2 separate regions of the Hordeum vulgare genome follow, and region 2 is linked to region 1. The links are chromatin contacts, called in public Hi-C maps. All regions are on one chromosome and are shown on one strand. Each heading gives the region's core, a stretch centred on a gene start, on an enhancer-like site or on the middle of the called end of the contact. The rest is flanking DNA. Distances are from core to core; before and after follow the strand shown. Region 1 holds the start of LOC123444334 (protein VTE6, chloroplastic). Region 2 holds the start of LOC123440198.

Region 1 (5,316 bases), core at 1,772-4,271:
AAAGATCAGTTACAGAAAAAGTACATGCTAATTACAAGATGTAATCCATTCGCCGCCTCCATCACCTCATCCATATCTACACGTGCACTTGAAATTTAGATCCCCAGATTCGTGCGCTTCCCCGCTCCCTTCTCTCCTCCATCACATAGACACATACCAAGATTTCCAGCTCGGATTTGTGCATCCTGCTTCAGCGGGAGCCGTTTCTCTTCGCGACGGGTGGAATAGATAGTCGCCGCCTCACCGATCATCTTCCATTGCCACGAGCGGTAGCACTGCCGTCATCGGTGGAAAGGATAGGAGCAGAGGGTTGGGCTGGAACGTGGAAGTGGAGCATCATCGTCGGCCAAGGGAATGGATAGAAGTAGTAAGCAGGGTGCGGATAGAAGTAGTAAGCAGGGTGCCTTCGGGTTCGGTCTCGGTTACTTCGGTTCGGTATTTCGGTCATCGGTTTATATGCCCACCCCTAGCTACTCTAGTTGAGCAGAAATGAGATGGTGATTACGATGACGAGGGAGAAGTTGCTCCAAATCAGCACCAGGGACAACCACCACCACAAGCACTAGGTCGACCAGATGAATACAATCGTAATGGTAGGGCTGCATCACCCCCTCACGTACGGGATTATGATCATCTCCCTAAACTTAAATTGAATATTCCTACATTTGATGGTAGACATGTTCCTGATATATATATCTTACTTGGGCTGCTTTGTAAACTGCTATGCATACTTGTTGGGTTCCACCATATTACTCAACGTGAATTACTTCAAAAATTGCAGCATTTAAGACAAGGAATTTTTTTGTAGAGCGAATATTATCATGAATTACAAACTGACATGATTAGATGTGGTATTGTTGAGGACAAAGAAGCTATGCTTGCACATTTTATGGGTGGATTAAATAGAGATAATCAAACTATTTTAGAGTATAAGGAGTATAACACTATCACTCATTTATTTCATCTTGCTTGCAAAGCTGAACGTGAAGTGCATGATCGACATGCATTGACCAGAACTAATTTTTCTACAGGTCGCACTTCATCATGGAAGCCCCGAACCTCATTTGCTTCCACACGTACTGCTGCGTCACCGCCTATTTTAGACACTAACCCCAGCCGAGATAGCAGGAACGGGTAGCTGCCCCACCTTCCACCAAGAGCACACCTTTCAGTCCTACACAAAACTCTTCTTCATCCGTTGCATCCACAAGGCGAACACATGAGGTTATATGTCATCGCTGCAAGGGTGAAGGTCACAATGCGAGAGACTGCCCATACAAGCGTGTTATGATTGTTACTGAGCTTGGTGGATATGACTCCGTGAGTGATTATGATGAGGAGACTTTGGTTCTTCTTGCAAGTGACGAACAGTGTGTCGACGATACTGAACAGGAGACACGATACATGGCCGCTAACTACGCCGACAGGTATGAAAGTATAGTTGTTCAATGTGTTTTGAGTGTGCATGTAACACATGTTGAGAAAAATCAGCAGCATAGTTTGTTCCATACAAAGAGAGTTGTGAAGGAATGTTCTGTTCGCATCATCATTGATAGAGGGAGTTGCAACAACTTGGCTAGCATGGAGATGATGAAGAAACTGTCTCTCACCAACGTACCACATCTTTATTATATCCGTTCATGTGCATTTTAACATTGTTACATATTCTGATTATGTTGATTGTGATGTGATATCCATGCAAACATGCTCTTTTTTACTTGGTAGACCATAGCAATTTGATAATAATTCTGCACAACATGGTAGGAAAAATCATTATACTCTTGTTTATAAGGATAACAATATAACTTTACTTCCTATGTCTACTAAACATATTATGAAAGATGACATTGCTAGAGTTAGTAAAGCAAAACAGGAGCTAAACAAAAGAATTTGAGCAACACGACAAACCTAGTAAACCATCATCTAGTGTTGCATCTAAAATGAAATTAAAGAATGGACGTTTACTTGCTACTAAATCTGATATTATCGATCTGAATTTTACTACATCGTTTGCTATGCATTTGTGTGTAAAAATGTATTATTTTCATTCGAGGATGTGCTTCTTTTTTTGCCTCCACCAGGAGTTCGCTAACATCTTTCTACAAGACTTGTCATCGGGATTATCACCTATTAGGTGGATTGAGCATCAGATTGACTTAATTTTCAGTGCACTTCACATGTGGCAATAGCACTTGGCTAGTAGTCCTTTTGGCCAAAAATTCGAGTTTAACATCATCGATCCAGTTATATTTCTAAAAAAGAAGAAACTCCCGAGTACATAAAAATAACACCGTGTAATGCTTCATGAAAAACACTGTCTAATGCTACAGAGAGGTAGCACATAGAAAAACAGTGCAAAATATCTACAAGCAGCTATCTCGTTTATCCAAGACTTGAGTACCCAATTGCCATCAGGAGGGACTTCATGTAGTTTTATCTCACAGCATCAGCACAAAAGCGCCAACGAATTGCTCAAAGCCCTTGCGCAATAACCCCAGCATCACCTGGCAACTGAAGATTTTGTGAAGCAAACGAGGGCAAAAAAATTCCGAAACAGAGCAACAAAAAATAAAACTCGGAACGGCAAAGGGTAGAGAGATGAAGGAGGTGCTGCCATCAGAAGGGATGGTAAATAACTTGTGATCTCATCGCATCAGGCAAAACCATGCCATGAATTGCTCAAAGCCCTTGCGCAATAACCCAAACATCACTTGGCAGCAAGAAGAATAATAAGAAGAAGCACATCCTCTCCGGGAAGGATGAAAGAAACAAGAAACGCGCGCGAGATCTCGGAAGAAAACACCAGCAAAACGTATCTGGACGCGACGCAGATCGCGATCTGCGATGGCGGCGGCGGCCTGGGTTGGAGCAGGAAGGGGGGCGCAGGTCTTTTATACAGGAAGGCGACCAAGCCCGACGCACCTACCATCTGGAAATTCCGTAAACCCAACCAGAAGACGTCTACCGGTTGTACAAAACAACGCGCGAAGGCGTATTCCTGGAGAGAGGAAAGGGACAGAGGAGTCGCGCACTCTCGCTCGGCTGAGACTGAGAGAGCCGAAGGCAGAGGCATCCAAGACGGTGGCGGAAAATGGCGTGCGGTCTCCTGCCGCTGCTCCACACCCACCTCTCCCCTCCGCCTCGTTTCCTCCTGCCCTCCCTCGTCGCGCCCAGGACCCTGCCCCTGGCCCCTCGCCGGACCGGTGTTTCGCGGCACCTGTCCCCCGCCCCTCCGCGCTCGCTCCCGGACATTGCCGCGGCGGCGGCGAGCCTCCGGGACGCGGTCGCCGGCGCCTTCCAGGCGTCTCCGCCCACGTGGAGCTCGGCTGCCGCGACCAACCTCACCGTCTTCGTCGCGGGCTCGCCGCTGCTCCTCTCCGGCCTCTCCGCCTCCGGCTTCGCGGCCGCCTACGTCCTCGGCACCCTCACGTGGCGCGCATTTGGGCCCCGGGGCTACCTCCTTGTCGCCGCCTACTTCGTCGTGGTGAGTGGATCGGTTGCTGCTGCGCATCCATGGCGTAGGGTTTCTGAATTGCATGTCTGAGGTGCTGTGGTAAATCTGAAAATTCAGCAATGCGGCCGTTTTTGTCACGGTTTAGAATAACTATCCAGGGGTTGCCATCGACCGATGATCTTCATTTTTTAAGAGGGCATGTTTCATCGATGTTCTCTCCTCACAGCCCAGGAAATAATATTTTAGCGATTGCGTTATCTTCGGGGCTGTTTGGATTGCCCTTCCAAAATTTTGGTCGTTGACCAATGCCACCTCTGCAGATCCCTTTCGCACGCCGTCATTTTGGTAGGGCTGCTGTGGGCTGGGAGAATGTTTTCTAGTGTCTTTCAGCAGTTGATGCAAAATAGCAATTTCCCACACCCAAGTTTTTCAAAATTGTACTAAGAGATAAACTAGCTTCATAGAATTGATTACAGGCAAAATAGTTTCGTATTTCTGTCTCGCTCAAGTTTGTACACGAATTGACCGGAAATCTGAGTTACTCTAGATTCGTACCCATGGAAATCTATAGATCAGTGGTGGAGATAGAATCTTTTCAAAGCCTAGGCAAATCGCAATCCGGAGTGCCTAGAAAGCTAGAATGCCATTTTAGGTGCAGTTGCTGTGACATTAACCGAGGTTAGGTAGATCATCCTGCTGCCAGCAATCTGGAAAGGAAGGTTTCACCTCCCCTGCTATAGGGAGAGAAACGGGCTAGTAAGGGGGTCGTTCTTTTCCATATGCTGCTTATGTATGAAATAGGGATAGTCTTGATTTGGCAATCCTGCCAGTTAGGAAATCAAGGATTTGCCAAAACGTCCAAACTTCCTTTATTTGTTCTGCCCTTTGAAACTGCAGATGAATCACGAATGAGTGATCATTGCATGTTTTAATCTTCAAATCAGGTGGAGGTTGTCCATAAGAGATACACTTTTCTGCAGTTTATGATTTGCCCTTGGTAAAGGAGAATTGAGATTGGTATTTCCTGTGAAATTATTTAAACATGTATTGCCATAAAATAATCATAATGTATGATTATTTTGTTCATTGATGAGCAATGTTTGCTGTGCAACTTCCACTGCCTGTTCAGAAAGCAAGCAATTCTAAATTTATGGATGTATGCGTTATGTTGATTGTAGGGCATAGTTCCATGACCCTCCTTCCTTAGGCTGATTGCACTACCTGATAAAGGCATCATAATTTATGAATGTATGTGTTCAGTCTTGGTTATTCATTTTGCTTTTGATACACAGGGCACAGCAGTCACCAAGTTAAAGATAAAACAAAAAGAAGCTTTCGGGGTGGCCGAGAAAAAAGGAGGAAGGAGAGGGCCTGGTAGTGTTATTGGTTCTAGTGCTGCTGGTTGTGTCTGTGCTCTCCTATCAGTATATAATGTGGGTGGTGGAGCATTAGGGGAACTCTGGACACTTGGATTTGTTGCTAGTTTCTGTACTAAACTCAGTGATACGGTTTCCAGTGAAATAGGGAAGGCATATGGAAGAACAACGTAAGGTCCCTGTCACTTACCACTCTATTTGCATGACCTTTAGATAGTTGATGGTTTATTTGGTGCTTGCCTGTGCAAGCTTAGTAAATTGTACTCCTAATTGTTGAAGTTTCAATACCATACTTAGAGCTCAGTTTTGTTCTTTTTGTAGAGTAGGTACCTAGTGACAACATTTAAGGTTGTTCCAAGAGGTACAGAAGGTGCAGTCAGTGTTGAGGGCACTCTTGCTGGAATTGTAGCATCAATGTTTCTTGCAGGGATTGGTTATATTCTGGAGCAGGTAAGCAAAATTTCAAAATTATGTACTATGGACATC
Region 2 (5,311 bases), core at 145-2,644, 520 kb after region 1:
CATAGGAGGGGGGGGGGGGCAAGTTTGTTTATGAAGGGAGCAAAGTTCATATGAAATGTTTTTTTTGGTTACAATAACCACCATAATAGTAGAAAAATCAATTTGTTAGGGGGGGTCTAGCCCCCCCTTGCCCCCCCTAGAATCATCCCTGCTCTTCGGATCCTGTACGGGAGAGGGGCGATTAGATTTTTGGGGAGCGACTACGCGACTGCTCCCCTCTGTTCGTCGCCTTCGTCATCGTCATGTCTTCACCAACGATGCCGACCGCATCGCCCTCGAGAAGGCCGAAGCCGACAAGAAGGCGGACGAGGTAACTGTCGCCGCCACTGCTGCTGCTACGGGCAACTGTCCGATCGAAGGGTATAACTCGTTTATCCCGTTCATGTCTATTTTAGTCTTAACAGTACTAACCATATCCATAGATGTCTCTACTATATGTGTAGTAAATGCTAGTATGCTTCGTAATCAGTATGTCATTAATCTAGTCAATCTTTGATAGTGATTATCTCATTGATTAATTTAATAAAAAAATTACCTATTTACTCAATATTTACATCATCTGTTATGGCAAAAAAAATGTGTTCCCAAAAAACTTCTCTCTTGGCATCAATTTTTTACATCATCTTGGAGATGTTTTTACTGTTGTTTTATTGATGCTCTTCAAGTCGTTTATCGTTACATTCGCTGAAAATGTCCCTTGCGACGGTTCTGAATGCAAAAAGAAACCGCAACGCAAGAAAATGGATGACAAAACATTCGGTCGAAACGAGTGAAGATTGAAGGCGGGCGATCCCGAGAACAATAGAAGCAGATAAATTCGGCCGCGATCAGCCCCGTTTCGATAAAATCAAATCAAGTAGTAGTACGTATACATGAGTAACACGACAGTAAAACACACGAGACCAAACGCCCGTTGAATCCCACATCAAGCGAGTATAGAATACAATGTTCCCTCCCATCCCGGGGACGGCATCGGGAGCAGAGCAGAGCAGCGGCGTCGGCGCTATCTCCTGGCGTGCGCGGCGCCGGCGGGCTGGTCGCAGGAGAAGACCTGCTTCGGGAGCCGCCACGCCTCCGCTGCGCCGAAGCACATGTCGTCCAGCGCCTCGCTGCGGCACCACCGGCACCTCCCTCCGCCGCCGATCGCCAAGCACTTGCCGCGCGTGGCCAGATCCCGGCACCCCGCCTCTGCCCTCCCAGACCCGGCAGCAGCCTTGCCCTTGCCTTTGCCCGCCGCAGCGGCGGCTACCGGCGCAGCCCCCGAGCAGACCAGGAGCAGCGCGAGCAGCACCAGCGCCGCGGATCTGGCCCTGGCCATGAGGTGAGAAACAGAGACGGTCTGGAGCGGTCGAGTATCGGACAGGCGGACGGCAGTCTAGATATTTGGACTCCAGATCGCGAGTCGGACGGTGGGCCTCTCCTCTCTTTGACGGGAAAATGAAGTTGACGCCTTTTCTCCTCCAGGCTTCCAACATTTGGGCCGGCGTACCCAACGATTGGCTTGGCTATGACTTATTTAGCTGTGAATTTTCCCTCAAAAAAGAAAAAGAGCGAGCTGTGAATTGCCTAAAAAAAAAGTGAATAGCCTAAAAAAATAGTTGCGAATTCCCCATTCCTCAAAAAAGGAAAAAGCTGTAAATTCTCCCCTAAAAAAAAACAAAAACCTGTGATTTCTCAAAAAAAAGAGCAAGTTCACCGTCTTTTTTTTGTTTCTGGACACTTAGGACTTTTGAAAATCAAAAGTACAAACACCCTTTAAAATAAGGGAAATACATTGAGGTCCCTAAGGATGATCATCTTCTTCACCTCAAACATATCGACGACTGTTGGGGAACGTTGAATGGGAAACAAAAAAAAATTCTACGCACACGAAGACCTATCATGGTGATGATCATCTATGAGAGGGAGTTTGGATCCACATACCCTTGTAGATCGCTAAGCGAAAGCGTTAATAAACGCGGCTGATGTAGTGGTACGTCTTCACGATCCGTCCCACGAACCGTCCCACGATCCGTCCCGATCAAGTGTCGAACGGACGACACCTCCGCGTTCCACACACGTACAGCTCGATGACGATCTCTGCCTTCTTGATCCAGCAAGAGAGACGGGGATGTAGATAAGTTCCCCGGTAGAGTAACGGCGCTCCGGTGGTGGTGGTGATTTATTCTTGCAGGGCTTCGCCTAAGCACCGCAGAAATCCGATCTAGAGGTGAAACTCTGTGGTATAGGCTAGAGTTGCACGTGGGAAAGTTGTGTCTCAAAAAGCCCTAAACCCTCTAGTATATATAATAGGAGGGAGGGGCTAGCCTTGAGGCTTAAGGAGAGCCTCCTTGGCTCGGCCCGAAGTGGAGGAGGGAGGAGTCCTCCTCCAATCCCACTTGGATTAGGACTCCTTCCTAAATTGCCCACCTCTTTTAGACTTTCGTCCTTTTTTCCTCATGGGTTTTCCTTGGATGACTTGCCAGCCCATTAAGCCTTATTGCGCATCCAATAAACTCACGTGGACCCCTTGGGGTATGGTGGGCCCACCCAGTGGGCCCCCGGAACCCATTCGTCACTCCCGGTACACTGTCGGTAATGCCCGAAAACCTTCCGTAATCCAAATACCAACTTCCTATATATCAATCTTCGTTTCCGGACCATTCCGGAACTCCTTGTGATATCCGAGATCTCATCCGGGACTCCGAACAAAACTTCGGTCACCAACACATATAACTCAACTATACCGAAACATCACCGAACCTTAAGTGTGCAGACCCCGTGGGTTCGAGAACTATGCCGACATGACCTGAGACACTCTCCGGTCAATAACCAATAGTGGAACCTGGATGTCCATATTGGCTCCCACATATTCTACGAAGATCTCTATCGGTTGAACCTCTATGTCAAGGATTCAGTTAATCCCGTATGTTGTTCCCTTTGTCCTTCGGTATGTTACTTGCCCGAGATTCGAACGCCGGTATCTCCATACCTAGTTCAATCTCGTTACCGACAAGTCTCTTTACTTGTTCCGTAATACAAGATCTCGTAACTAACTCCTTAGTCACATTGCTTGCAAGTCTTGTTGTGATGTTGTATTCCGAGTGGGCCCCGAGATACCTCCCCGTCACACGGAGTGACAAATACCAGTCTTGATCCATGCCAACCCAACATACACCTTTGGAGATACCTGTAGAGCACCTTTATAATCACCCAGTAACGTTGTGACGTTTGATACACACAAGGTATTCCTCAAGTGTTCGGGAGTTGCATGATCTCATGGTCATAGGAACAGATACATTGACATGCAGAAAAACAGTAGCAATAAACTGACACAATCATATGCTACGTTTATAGTTTGGGTCTTGTCCATCACATCATTTTCCTAATGATGTGATCTCGTTATCAAGTGACAACACTTGCCTATGGCTAGGAAACCTTGACCATCTTTGATCAACGAGCTAGTCAACTAGAGGCTCACTAGGGACAGTGTGATGTCTATGTATCCACACATGTATTTGAGTTTCCAATCAATACAATTCTAGCATGGATAATAAATGATTGTCATGAACACGGAAATATAACAATAACCAATTTATTATTGCCTCTAGGGCATATTTCCAACAATTACGTGTTGCTGCTACTTCCTCTCTGTTGTCGGAGCTAGACAATTGTTGTTGGTTGTGAACTGAAGCTGACTTGGCCATGGTCCTAACGTACCTTTGTCCTAGAGAAGAAACCGTCGAAGCCGTCACCATCGAAAGATCAACCGATCCACTATCCCAACATCGCCCCGTTTTCAAAAACCCATCGCAACATCCAAAAAGACCGCATGCATCGCGTTGCAGCAGATGCCACACCAAAGTGACAAAGAGGAGGCTGGCAGTAGCGGAGACAGGGGGACCAGCAGGGGCCCTGCCCCCCATAATGTCACTGATTTATGCCTAATAGTAGTCTAAACAATGATGTTTTTGCTGTTAAAATAGTGTATTTTAGTGGACTGGCCCTCCCCAAGGATGTTTAGCAACGTTCGCCCCTCCCCATTCGATTTTCCTGGCTCCGCCACTGGAGGCCGGAGGACAAAAGGACAAAGGGAAGCCACGGTTATCACTACATCGACAAACCCTAACTTCACCGATGAGAGAGATTGTTGGTAATCTATGCCAATGAGCCATCGAAGCCACCCCAACCCACATCACTAAGATGGGAGGCTCGAGGAAACTTTATTCTCCAGATCGACTCCACCACATAACCATACTAAAAGCTCCAAAGTAGGGAAAACATATCCGATAGAATTGGGTTTCCAGCACTCCCACTGTGACAGCTCGATGCCGACGTTCCAGAAGATTCCCCTTTCTTTCCGTTTTCGTCGTGTGGGTATTTTCCTTTGTCGCATCATCATCACATCATTCACATCATCTGCATTGCATCGACGTCTTCGTTGCCGCCCGTTTTCAAAACTTGCATCCGTTGTTAGTTGCCGGTTCTCGTCGTTTTCCGTTCTGAGTCCGACCGCACACGCACGCGCCCGCGGCACCGTCGAAACCCTGTTTTTAAAGTGTGCGTAAAACTTTCTCTGATTGGGTTGAGATTTGACGTGCGGTGTTATTTTAATATAGGTAGGCCGCCTGTCAAGTTTCGTCGCAATCGGAGACCGTCTGGTACCCGAACGGTCGCCCGTAGCGACACCGTATTCGGGCTACCGTCGGACGTTTGTCGGTGTTTTCAAATACGTCGCCTGGTGCCCGTTTCCCCCTCGTCTTAGCCCATCTACACATCCCATTAGTGCCACCTAGCCACATCCTCCGTTCGTGGTCGTCGGATCGCGATCGGACGGACGAGGTCCACCCACCATAGCCCAACCCTATATAAGCACCACCCCATGAAGAGTCCTCTCTCACTCCACTAGGGTTCCCCCTAGTCATTTTTGCAGCCACCCCCCTAGAAAAATCCCACCTACTAGCTCCACCTCCTCTCTCCCCGAAATCCAATCTCAGGTCAGATCTGGACCATTGGATATCCATCCAAAGGCCTAGATTTGCCCAAAAATCCCACCTACCGGACAATGTCCACTCTAGTGGACAATGTCCGGGCGACCACAGGGGATTCTCCCTCTCCCCGAGCTCCTCCCGCAGGAGCACGCCCTGCCTGCCCGAGAGCCTCCCACTGGTCGCCGCGCCGCCGCCGGCTGCCTTGGCCGTCGGGGCCCCCTCCTCGCCGCCCCGATTTGCAGCGCCGCTCCTCCCTGCTGGAGCCCCAACCGCGCCGCCATCCATCATCCTCCTACCGAGGCTTCCCCGCTCGCCGCCAAGGCCTTGTCGCGTTCCGCCCT

The links. A called contact is a pair of places that touch in the nucleus more often than the background predicts.
Region 2: a contact with region 1 is called in a Hi-C map of leaf, with 2.7 times the contacts expected there. The contact joins the promoter of LOC123440198 here to the promoter of LOC123444334 in region 1. A contact is called at or near these places in 3 of 6 Hi-C or Micro-C datasets (leaf and seedling).

The regions. Positions count from the first base shown.
Region 1 is chr3H:471,441,856-471,447,171 of MorexV3_pseudomolecules_assembly, forward strand. LOC123444334 (protein VTE6, chloroplastic) reads left to right here and starts at 3,022. Exons shown (of 5, transcript XM_045121020.1): 1 at 3,022-3,484; 2 at 4,747-5,000; 3 at 5,157-5,280. The coding sequence starts at 3,092.
Region 2 is chr3H:471,959,257-471,964,567 of MorexV3_pseudomolecules_assembly, forward strand. It overlaps LOC123440198, which reads right to left and starts at 1,395. Exons shown (of 1, transcript XM_045116769.1): 1 at 805-1,395. The coding sequence starts at 1,318. The coding sequence ends at 1,004.